Regions from separate parts of the Mus musculus genome. Here all the other regions are linked to region 3. The links are chromatin contacts, called in public Hi-C maps. All regions are on one chromosome and are shown on one strand. The core of a region is the stretch at or near the end of the contact, and the rest is flanking DNA. Distances in the headings are between cores, read along the strand shown.

Region 1 (3,522 bases), core at 184-2,683, 790 kb before region 3:
CAGCAGAGGCCTGGCAGGGACAGAAAGAAAGAAAGAAAGAAAGAAAGAAAGAAAGAGAGAGAGAGAGAGAGAGAGAGAGAGAGAGAGAGAGAGAGAGGAAGAAGAAGAAGAAGGAGGGGGGAGGGAGGGAGGGAGGGAGGGAGGGAGGGAGGGAGGGAGGGAGGGAGGGAGGGAGAAAAGTAGAGAAGAGAAAAGAAAAAAGAAAACCTAAGCTTAAATCTTACAATTGCCCCTTTGAGGGTCGTTGACTCTGCAAGTTTTACAGTGGGATCCCCAAAATGAATGCTGCCTCTATGCAAAGCAACAGGGGGTCATGTTATAATTAGAATGCAATCAGTGGGATTGGTTATGGCTTGGTTCTCTTTCTGAAATGACAATCTATGCCACATCTGCCATTACATTAATATTTTCTGCCTTTTGAGAACAGGGGGAGGGTGGGTAGGGGAGGTGGAGGAAGGCATCTCTCTACTGGGCTGCTGATAGAGTTGTCTTAACTAGAAGTCTGCGTGAGCTAATCAAGGCCTGAGCAGTTCACCTTTAAAATACCCAAACCATCTGGCAGGCTGTCCCACGATAAATCTCTATGATAAATGCCTCCGTTTTGATGTTACAAAGGAACCACAGACCTGCTCAGTTTTGGCACAGCTGAGAACATACTGGCAACAGCAGAATAGAATTCAGATGTCCTCAAATAGAGAAGTAAATCATTTTGACCTGCGGGGCATAATATATTTAGAGAAAGCCTGATTGTAATAAAAAGGTTGGTCTTGTCACAGTTTCTGCTGCAGGAATGGTGATCTATTTTTTTGTTTTGTTTTGTTTTGTTTTGCTTTTCTGGTATATACTTTTCAGTTTAATGAAAACTCCAGTGAGTATCCTATAAAAGCTTTCCATCTCTACCCCTGCTTTTTGTGTGAGAGTCTTCAGACATCTCTTTCTGTCCCCTTGTGAATTGCTACAGTGGCCGCTTGCTGGTTCTCAGGCATCCTGCAGAGGAATAGCTGGAGTGGAGCATGCCTTCAGAATGATTAATCCACTTGCCTTTCACGGGTCTGTTTTGCTGGGCCCAGAGCCACTGCCAAGAAAGGACACACTGTGACCACCAGCACCAGGGAGAGAAGGCATAGCCTCTCAACTCAAGGTTAGCCTGGACCTGGTGCCGAGGGGGACTCATAAAATAAATTATGCTGTGTGGTTTTGGAAGGTAGACTTTTATGTCTCGCCAAGCTTCAGAAACAAATTATAGAGTGGTCAGTTGTCCTTATTTATTTCATGTTTTCCCCCCATAACATTAAGAAACTAATTAAACATGGATGCCAAATGGTAAGCAGTCTTTGTCCCACTTCCTTGCTTAGACACACAGTGCCTCACCCTTGGCTGTGGAGAAGGATCTCAGCCAAGCAAGGTTTAGCTAATGACAAGGCTTCAGCCGTTCTAGGGCTCCTGGGAATGCCTGGGACCTTGTGACAAGGCTTGGTGTCTTTTCCCACTCTGGCCTAGTTGGTTACAACAGCTTGACCAATTCTCTCCACAGCTGCTGGGGTCACTTTCTGGTGACTAATGGGAAAGACAGATTTCCCATCTGTCCCCTGAAAAATGGTTTAATAAAATGAGTCTGCTCACACACCCAAAGGAAGCCAGAAACAGGCATGAGAGGTGACATGTGTCCGATGAGGGGGTTTTCAATCTCACCCTGTTAGTCTCCAGACAAAGTTGGCAACAAAGAAGAGTAGCTGTTTCCCTGGGTAGAACTGAGTTGGGAAAGGAACACAGGCTGTTTTGAAGCTCACCGGAGCCTGCAGCGACGAGAGTCTGCAATTGCTCAGAGTCTCATTGAAAAAAAAGTACAAATAAATTTGAGGTCACCCTGTTCAATAAAACTTTAAAAAAATATATTTACTGACAGTCCACTTGGAAGGAAAAAGACACAAAAATTTATTGGCTGTTGGCAACTAGAGTGGAGACATGTTTCCCATACCTTTTTGTCTGCCTTGGGCAAAACAACACTTATCTAGTTGTTTGACTGTCCTACAAGGCAGTGCTCATGGTGCAGAGAGGAGACACCCACTGAATCTGTGGCTTCTTCAGCTCTTTAATCATTTCTTTGGCTTTTTCCCCGAATCCCTTCCAGGCTCTGGAGATTATGGTAGTTGACGATTCTTTGGGTTCAGTGGGGACAAAGAGAAATGTGCCAGGTAAGAGCATGTGCACCTATAGTTACAATGACATGGAATAATGGCACCCATTCACTCTCCCTTCTTCCCTGGCTCTTTACTCCCCTCAACTATGTGACTTGTCACTTCTGATGCTCACAGACCCTCTGGCCAGGTCACTTTTCAAATCTCTTCCTGCAATTAACAATGTGGCTACCAAGAGGCCCTGCAGGAAAATAAGAGACATTCCTCCTGCTCCCCGACTTCACCATGCTTTGCTTGTGGGTTTTGGCTCGACTCATTGGGGATGTTTCTCTTTTCTCATCTGCTCTTTAAAGCAAGAAGACACCTTGAGCCTAAACGTCCCAGAGAAGCAGGAAGATTAAGTGTGCAGTACTCACAGGTTGTGTACTTAACATTGATATTATTACTTTTTCTTTTTCTTTATTAGATATTTTCTTCATTTGCATTTCAAATGCTATCCCGAAAGTCCCCTATACCCTCTCCCCACCCTGTTCCCCAACCCACCCACTCCTGCTTCCTAGTCTGGCATTCCCCTGTACTGGGGCATATAATCTTTGAAAGACCTTTCGAAGGGCCTTTCATCCCATTGATGGCCTACTAGGCCATCCTTTGCTACATATGCAACTAGAGACACAAGTCTGGGGGGTACTTGTTAGTTCATATTGTTGTTTCTCCTATAGGGTTACAGGCCCCTTCAGCTTCTTGGGTACTTTCTCTAGCTCCTTCATTGGGGGCCCTGTGTTCCATCCAATAGATGACTGTGAGCATCCACTTTTGTATTTGCCAGGCACTGGCATAGCCTTACAAGAGATAGCTATATCAGGGTCCTGTCAGCAAAATCTTGCTGGCATATGCAACAGTGTCTGAGTTTGGTGGTTGTTTATGGGATGGATCCCCAGGTAGGGCAGTCTCTAGATGGTCCTTCCGTCCATCTCAGCTCCAAACATTGTCTCTGTAACTCCTTCCATGGGTATTTTGTTCCCCATTCTAAGAAAGAACGAAATACCCACACTTTGGTCTTCCTTCTTCTTGAGTTTCATGTGTTTGCGAATTGTATCTTGGGCATTCTAAGTTTCTTGGCAAATATCCACTTATCAGTGAGTGCATATCACGTGTGTTCTTTTGTGATTGGGTTACCTCACTCCAGATCCACCTACTTGCCTAAGAATTTCATAAATTCATTGTTTTTGATAGCTGAGTAGTACTACATTGTGTAAATGTAACACATTTTCTGTATCCCTTACTCTGTTGAGGGACATCTGGGTTCTTTCCAGCTTCTGCCTATCATAAATAAGGCTGGTATGAACATAGTGGAACATGTGTCCTTATTACAATTTGGAACATC
Region 2 (3,679 bases), core at 142-2,641, 640 kb before region 3:
TGCCTATGTTGTGCCATAAACCCCATTGCTTAAAAATAAAAGTGTGAAGTACATAGATACTCTAATATATTTAATTTACCAGCATTTATTGTGAACTTGCAGTGTGGTGACCTCTGTAAGTCATTGCGCCCACAGAGTCAATGTCACCAGCTTAAATAACCAAAGCCTTGATCAACAGCTGCACACATAAAAAGTGTCTAGGTGATGGTTTGGTTTTTTTTCCCTCAAATTTGTTTTTATCCTGCTGAGCTGTTGGAACATCCAGGAGTCAGAGTATCTTACTATAGGAAGCTAAACAAGGATGGCTCAGGAAGAGATCCCTTGTTAGAAAAACCAGACACAACTGGATTGCAAGGGAAATATATGATTGACCCTAAAAGCAAGAGGGGTTTAAATGAGCCAGGACTCACTCTCAACAGCATTTTGGCTGATCTTATCTAAAAGGCTGCACTGTCACCTAGTAAAGGTAATGAAATGGTCCAACCCAGGCAAATGGTCCAACCCAGGCAAACATCTTTAAAGGAGGAACATTCTGCACTGCCTCTCACACCTTTCTGTAACTGGATCTTTGTCTCTAATTATTCATAATTATCCATCTCCTCATGAATGTGACAGACAACTTTCTCTTGGCTGATGGCTTCCTTCTTAGCACTTGTCCATAAAGAAAGCTGTAAATGAATGAAGCTTTGGCTCAGTGCCACCACCCTACTAAGCCAGGTTTTGGGGACACGGGCTCCAGGGGTGCTCTGCACTACTGTTAAACCATCACAGATACTTGTTGGTCACCAGGGAAAAAAAATGATTCCACGTTGGCATTCTCACTTGAAGTCGTATTGTTAAGTCAGGACTTCGCCTGAGCCTACAGCTAGAGCCTCATTTTCTGGGGTCAATATGTTTACAGCTATACACATGTTAGGGAGGATCCAACTATGCCCGGGGAGTTCTGATAATTGGTGCCTGGGTCGGCCAAGAAAACTCAGTGGGGGAAAAAAAATCAGAAAAGAAAGAACAATTTGCTCATAAAATTAGGGAGGAATAGATCAGCGGTTTTTGTAAAGCCATAAAGCAGCTCAAGGAAGTCTTGAGAAAAACAAACTCCCTAAATCACTCTCTCCCTCACTCTCCTGCTGCTCCAGACAGCAAACAGGATATGCTTCCTTGGAACTGTCTATAAATTTAGGGTGAGAAAAACAAATCAGATCTTGTGGACAGAGCACTAGGCTGCAAGGAACATGGTTAGATTTCCCGTCTACTTGGAGGAAGACACCCAACAGCATTTTCTCATCAAATATTGGTGATAAGAAAGGCATTTAGTGCTCCAGGGGATGGGGTTGCTGTGGGTGGGTGGTATGACATTAAAAAGTTATAGCCAGTGTCCTATAAAACATCGCAGGCCCATCCACACATGCTCGCTCTGTTCTCAAGCCAAGGATAATAGTATTGCAGTGCAGCACCATCAGCATTAGCTGGAGCAGAGATGTCCTTTTGCCAGAGAACTTTAGAAACACAGTTCTTAATCAGTGGAGATGCCATGAACTTCTTTAGGGTGCATAGAAAAAAGCTAAAGCTAGCCTATCATTTCTGAAAATCCAGCTCTCTTGAGGTCGATCTGACCTTACCTTCTTGCCCCAGGTTCTTCCTCCAGTGTCAAGCTACTTCTTGCCAATCTGAACCTAAGAAACTGGGTTACAAAGTACAAAATCAGAAATTAATTGCTGCCCAAACTTGAAGGGACATCTTTTAGGGCATAAAGAGAACATTTGAGTACTCTAAAAAGGGGACTTGATCTTGAGAAAGAAGCCTGGGGTGGGGCAAAGTGTTACCTAGCTATGGCGGAGAACTCAAACTGATTTTGTAGATCAAGGCATCTCAGCCTCCATTTTTAATACTTTGCACTTCATAATTCCTTCCTTCTGAGAACTCTTCTGAGAGCCTTCTGAGAGATCACAGATCCTTAGCTAAAGCCTTGTGTATGAGGTAAGCACACATCTGCTCCAAAAGAATGCACTTTTCAATGTCTTCAAGGGACTGGGAAGAGAGTTCAGCAAGTACCATGCCTGGCACTGAGGCATGTAGACCTGAGCTACAGCATAGCATGCACATTAAAGCTGAGCATGCTGGCACATCTGTTATTTTTGTCATGTGACCCAAAATAGGGGATCCCTGAAAATGTTTGTTCCACTATCAGTGGAATGAGTGAGTAGCAGGTTCAGTGAAAGACTCTGTCTTGGGGGGAAAAAAAAAAAGGTGGATGTCAAAGAAGATGACAATGCAGACCTCTGGCCTGCACATATGCATTCACGCATGCACCTGACTGCACATGCATACACAGGAACACACAAATATCTATAACACAGACATCTTCAGAGATCATTAAATAGACATCAAGGATGTCAAAGGATTTCCCTAGTGGAGAACCATTGCCCTAAACTACTGGGCAAATCCATTCCAGAAACTCTCTGGGCCTGGTTTAAAACAAAACAAAACAAAACAAAACAAAACAAAACAAAACAAAACAAAATGGTTTCCTAAGGATCTGTCCTCATGTGTTCTTTGCCATGATCCGAGAAAACCTGATTCTTCTGCATGTAATAGCAACCTTGTGCTTGGGCTTCTTAGTAAAGGCCAATGTTGGTTCACTGTAAGGTGAACGTTAGATCTGAAAAGTAACTTCTACCATTATACTCAATGAGCTAAGGAAAGAGACAGCATCAAAAGAGTCGAGAGTCATGGTTCACCATGAAGGACAGACCTGTGGAGAGGCTTCTGAGGAGAGACATGGCCACAGAAGAGGCATAGCCACTGTTCTTGGATGCAGGGAGACATGGTAAAGAATCTCTGCTTCTTTCTCCCTTCTTACAAGTAACTTCTCATTCCCATTCTGTGAACTAGTGAACTGTAACTAGATTCTAGTTGGCAGAGGATTCTAACCAATGAGGGCACCTTCTGCGACACACAGAATCATGCAGGAGAGGGCCCAAAAATGCATCCCAGAGCAAGTGAGCAAAGACTCAGTGTGACTGCCATCACACTTGGAAGACGAACTGTCTGCTTAGTGTTTCCTAGCCGATGATGCAGATTTAGATGATCATGGGAACTTCTGGACATAAGGCCTACTTTGCACATATAGGGTCATAGAGATAGACACTGAAGGTTCCAGGGCCTCTCTGCTTCCTTTCGAATGCTCTGTTTCTGGGTCTGCTGAGATGTGGATTTCCTCTGCATGCACTTGCTACCATGAATTTAAAGATGACTTCCCTATCATGAAGGACTGTATCCTCTTAACCTGAGAACCACATAACTTCTTCCTCCCTTAAGTTGATTCTACTGGGTGTCTGGTCACAATAGAAGTAACACATACAACTACCAAGTCCAACTTAAAGGGCAAGCAAACACAGTTTAGACTCCATGGGTAGAAATAGAGAAACACTTAAAATGAGAGTAAGGGAAAAAATAGCTTAAGAGAAAACATTCCCCAAAATATCTTCCAAAAGTTCTCACTCCTCCTCCTCCTCCTCCTCCTCCTCCTCTTCCTCCTCCTCCTCCTCCTCCTGCTCCTCCTCCTCCTCCTCCTGCTCCTCCTCCTCCTCCTGCTCCTCCTCCTCCTCCTCCTGCTCCTCCTCCTCCTCCTCCTCCTCCTTCTCCTGCTCCTCCTCCTCCTCCTCCTCCTCCTCCTCCT
Region 3 (3,355 bases), core at 262-2,761:
CAGCACTCAATAAATGTCCTCTCATTCCTCCTCTGGGGATCTAGAGTCTTTAAAGAAACTTCATGAACGATTCTGGCTTCCACCTTAAGATAATGCATTTCAGCACAAAAAACAACTCCAACCCAAAGCTTCCTCTGAGACGTCAACCCTTCCTTCCCCACAGACTGCGCATGGCTGACAAAGGAGAATTTTTGTGAGCTCCTCGGTCCTCCCAGGCCACCCTTCCAGAATCCAGAGTGCAGATTGGAACGCTAGCAACAAATCCTTCCTATGTTTCAAACGCGTTCAGCTTTGCCTGCCCACTGGGCTGGGATTGTAGACTTTGACTCAGGACTTGGAATCAGGAGTTCTGAGCCCTAATCTCAACGTTGCTTCTAGCAGGCTGGCCTCATTTGAGGTTAGTAACGACTCCCTCCTCTCTGGATCTGTTTCTGTAGCCATTCCCCTGAAATACCCAATAAGGAAAATCTGAACCCAGCTTCTCAGGTTCCCATCAAACTTATCCATCTATGAGTGTGTGAACACACACACAGACACACTCAGAGACACACAAAGAAACATATACACAGAGGCACACTCACACAGAAACACACACACCAAGAACCTGAGAATTAAGAATATAAGGTTGAGTTTTTACAGATCTCCTTGGCTCCCTTTTAAGATTGGTTCTTGGTGGGAAACTGTGTTATGAGAGACCCAAACTTTAAACATACCAGAAAGCACCAGTTACAGTGGGGAGGGGCACCCAGGGTCCCTATATCAGAATTAGTCAGTTTCTGTCACCAACAGAGTGAAAATCCAGAAGTACTATAGATCATCAGGGACACTTGAGCTTACAGTCATATTTCACAGACAAAATTACATTCCAGGAAGAGAGATGGGGGAAGGGAGCGGAGATGGAGGGAGGGAAAGCCACATAAAAGTTCTGAAATATATCAATGTCCAAAAATGGATAGGGGAGGGGAATAAAAAGAAACCTTTGAGGAGTGTAAAAACCATGAAATAAAATATCTATCTTATTTCAGGGTCCTGGAGTAAATAATATTTCTGATGCTCCCAAAGAGAGTCAAATGCAGCCAGCAAAACAAACACAAATACAAATAAATACTGGGCAAGTGAATTAGGGAAGGTACACAGAGGAATTTCAAACTAGGATGAAGGTTTGATTCGGAAACGAGTTCCTGCCTTCTGCCTCCTACACGCCCCTCATTCTTTTCTTCGTGAAGTAAAATCCATTATTTTGAAAACACCATTTGAAATCCTCAAGAAAGAGCAAAACACAGTATTGTGGTATTCCAAAGTAATATCTCTTGTTTATAACCATATAAATTTAGCCCCTGGCACTACAGGGCTTATATAATAGAATAGAGTTATTTTAACAGGGGCCTGTTTAAGAGGCAGCAAAATGCTCGGCTCATTTTCTCCAGTGGGAGGGACACAGCCTCATGTGAGGGGGAGAACATGCCGAAGTCATTACCTCGGGAAGGCCATCCGTCAAAGCCGGGTCGCTCTGGCATGGCCAGCACCTCTGGTGAGATCAGAGAGGCGCCTCTGCTTGCAATTACCAAAGAAGGGCCTTGGCTTTAGACAGCCTGCTATCAATTACGACCCTGGCCTCGCCGCTTGGACTTGTCAATTTCCCAGTGTCTTCTGTTTTGTAACAGTGAGCAAAGGGGGCTCCTCCTGACTGATTCTTGGAAGTTCCTCGTGTGTTGTGTCACTCCTCGGTGTCATTAACAATTCAATTAAAATTTCACAGCACACAAGGCAGGCAGTGCTGGACAGAGGCTGAAAGGGCCTGGCCCAGGAGGTTCCAGAAAGACCTGCAGTGGGGCCATGTCCGATCACACCGACCCAATCTTGAGATGTTTTTCACTTCTCAAGTCAGGCTTACATGTGTCTCCCATCTGACACAATGCTGGCTGTCATCCTGGCAAGAAAACACGTTTGATGTTCTCACCCCATGAGGGAGGGGGGGTGCACTGATGGAACGGAATTTCAGGCCAACTAGAAACAAAAATCTAATATTATGACACTCGACATTCGGGCTCTGCAATGGATAACTCTTGAGTACTCTCAACCGGCTCTCTTTATCTTTGGCATATTCTAGAAGCTTCTGTTTTCTAAATTTGTCTTTGGGCTGTGGTGGTTGTTTGAGCCCTTGCCTTTTCTTGCTCCTTGGAGCCCAGATGTCCAGAAGAACTGAGGCAGGCAGTGTGTAAATCACAGTTAAATGATTTGGGTAGGTAGCGGATGGAGACAGAATAACCAAAAACCAGAAAGACTTACTCCTGTCGTTATTAACTCTCTGGAAGCGCAAACACCCCTTTGTCTGGCTGAGGGATGGAACAACACATGCTCAAGTGTTTTAAGGGTCCCGAGGGTTCAGGGCAAAATCAAAAAAAAAAAAAAGAAAAAAAAAAAAAAGAAAAACCTTTCAGGCTTAAGACTTCTGAGGCAGCTTTCTCTCTAACCCTCTCAATGAGTTTAGTCATGCAGGGAAAGATTCTTTAAACTTACCAAAGACTTTGTTTAATGCCCAAGAAAATGCAGACTGTCAGGGCCCTTTGTCGGGATTTGGTGGCTTAAGTCCATTCCCCAATACACTGGGACCCTCCACCTTCATTCTCGGGCTTCCTTTTGACATCAAGTGCTGGATAATTGTCTGATTTCCTTCTAGGTAAAGGGAGATTAAATGCCCGGCTGCAACAACTGACACACAAAAGGGAAAGTATAGTTTAGCCACCATATTTATCAAGATAATTTTTTTTCCACATGCTGATTAATAACATTAGCCAACATCCCCTTTGGCTTGGGGTGGGGGTGGGGAGAGAGAGAAGCTGGGGACAGACATGTCCCCCTCAGAGTATCAGAGTTGACAGTTCAAGGCAAAAAATGATTTGCATGTAAATTCTGATCAAAAGCAAGTCTGCACCCTGAAGTTGTCAAGTTTAGCTACCAATTTGACACGTAAATGGGCTATAGCAAAACTTGATTTAAACTGAAGAGGGAGAAAACATGGCAACTCAATTACCCCTAGCAGATCGGATCTGGCAGCTGGGGTCAAACTTTTCACCCTGTTGCATTTCTCAATACCTGATGCTTTAAACAAACACTATGTATTCCTCCTCCGATCCTGGAGGAAAATGCGTTTCTCAGGGCTCCCTACTGTGGCCCAGATTAAAAAATAAAGTTTCACTTGTGTGGGATCTGGAGCCATTTTCCTCATGTAAATTTCAGAATAAATCAGGACTTAAGAAATGGCCTTTTGCGCTAAACAAAAAAAAAAAAAAAAGGAAGAAGAAAAATGTCTCTGATAAAAAAAAAGGTGGGGAAAGAAAATGGGAGAGTGAGG

Evidence for each region. A called contact is a pair of places that touch in the nucleus more often than the background predicts.
Region 1: a contact with region 3 is called in a Hi-C map of uterus, with 6 times the contacts expected there. The contact joins two enhancer-like sites. A contact is called at or near these places in 2 of 484 Hi-C or Micro-C datasets (both in uterus) and 1 of 115 datasets of contacts at active chromatin or transcription factors (embryonic hindbrain).
Region 2: a Hi-C map of uterus shows a contact between it and region 3, with 5 times the contacts expected there. The contact joins two enhancer-like sites. A contact is called at or near these places in 5 of 484 Hi-C or Micro-C datasets (all in uterus) and 2 of 9 other capture datasets (embryonic tail and embryonic trunk).

Annotation. Positions count from the first base shown.
Region 1 is chr14:22,904,467-22,907,988 of GRCm38.p6, reverse strand. All of the region lies in intron 6 of Lrmda (leucine rich melanocyte differentiation associated), which reads right to left. Among named protein-coding and RNA genes, the nearest start is that of Gm30783, 26 kb to the left of the region's middle. Within about 2 kb of position 1,433, at least 77 of the 459 cell types and tissues checked have an H3K27ac peak or open chromatin away from gene starts, as enhancers often do. A contact at or near this core is called in uterus, where this site is marked.
Region 2 is chr14:22,755,278-22,758,956 of GRCm38.p6, reverse strand. All of the region lies in intron 5 of Lrmda (leucine rich melanocyte differentiation associated), which reads right to left. The region is part of intron 1 of Gm30926 (a long non-coding RNA gene); the gene reads left to right. Among named protein-coding and RNA genes, the nearest start is that of Gm30926, 44 kb to the left of the region's middle. Within about 2 kb of position 1,391, at least 4 of the 459 cell types and tissues checked have an H3K27ac peak or open chromatin away from gene starts, as enhancers often do. A contact at or near this core is called in uterus, where this site is marked.
Region 3 is chr14:22,113,372-22,116,726 of GRCm38.p6, reverse strand. The region is part of intron 2 of Lrmda (leucine rich melanocyte differentiation associated); the gene reads right to left. Among named protein-coding and RNA genes, the nearest start is that of Gm41107, 84 kb to the right of the region's middle. RefSeq lists an enhancer at 776-3,355. Within about 2 kb of position 1,511, at least 40 of the 459 cell types and tissues checked have an H3K27ac peak or open chromatin away from gene starts, as enhancers often do. A contact at or near this core is called in uterus, where this site is marked.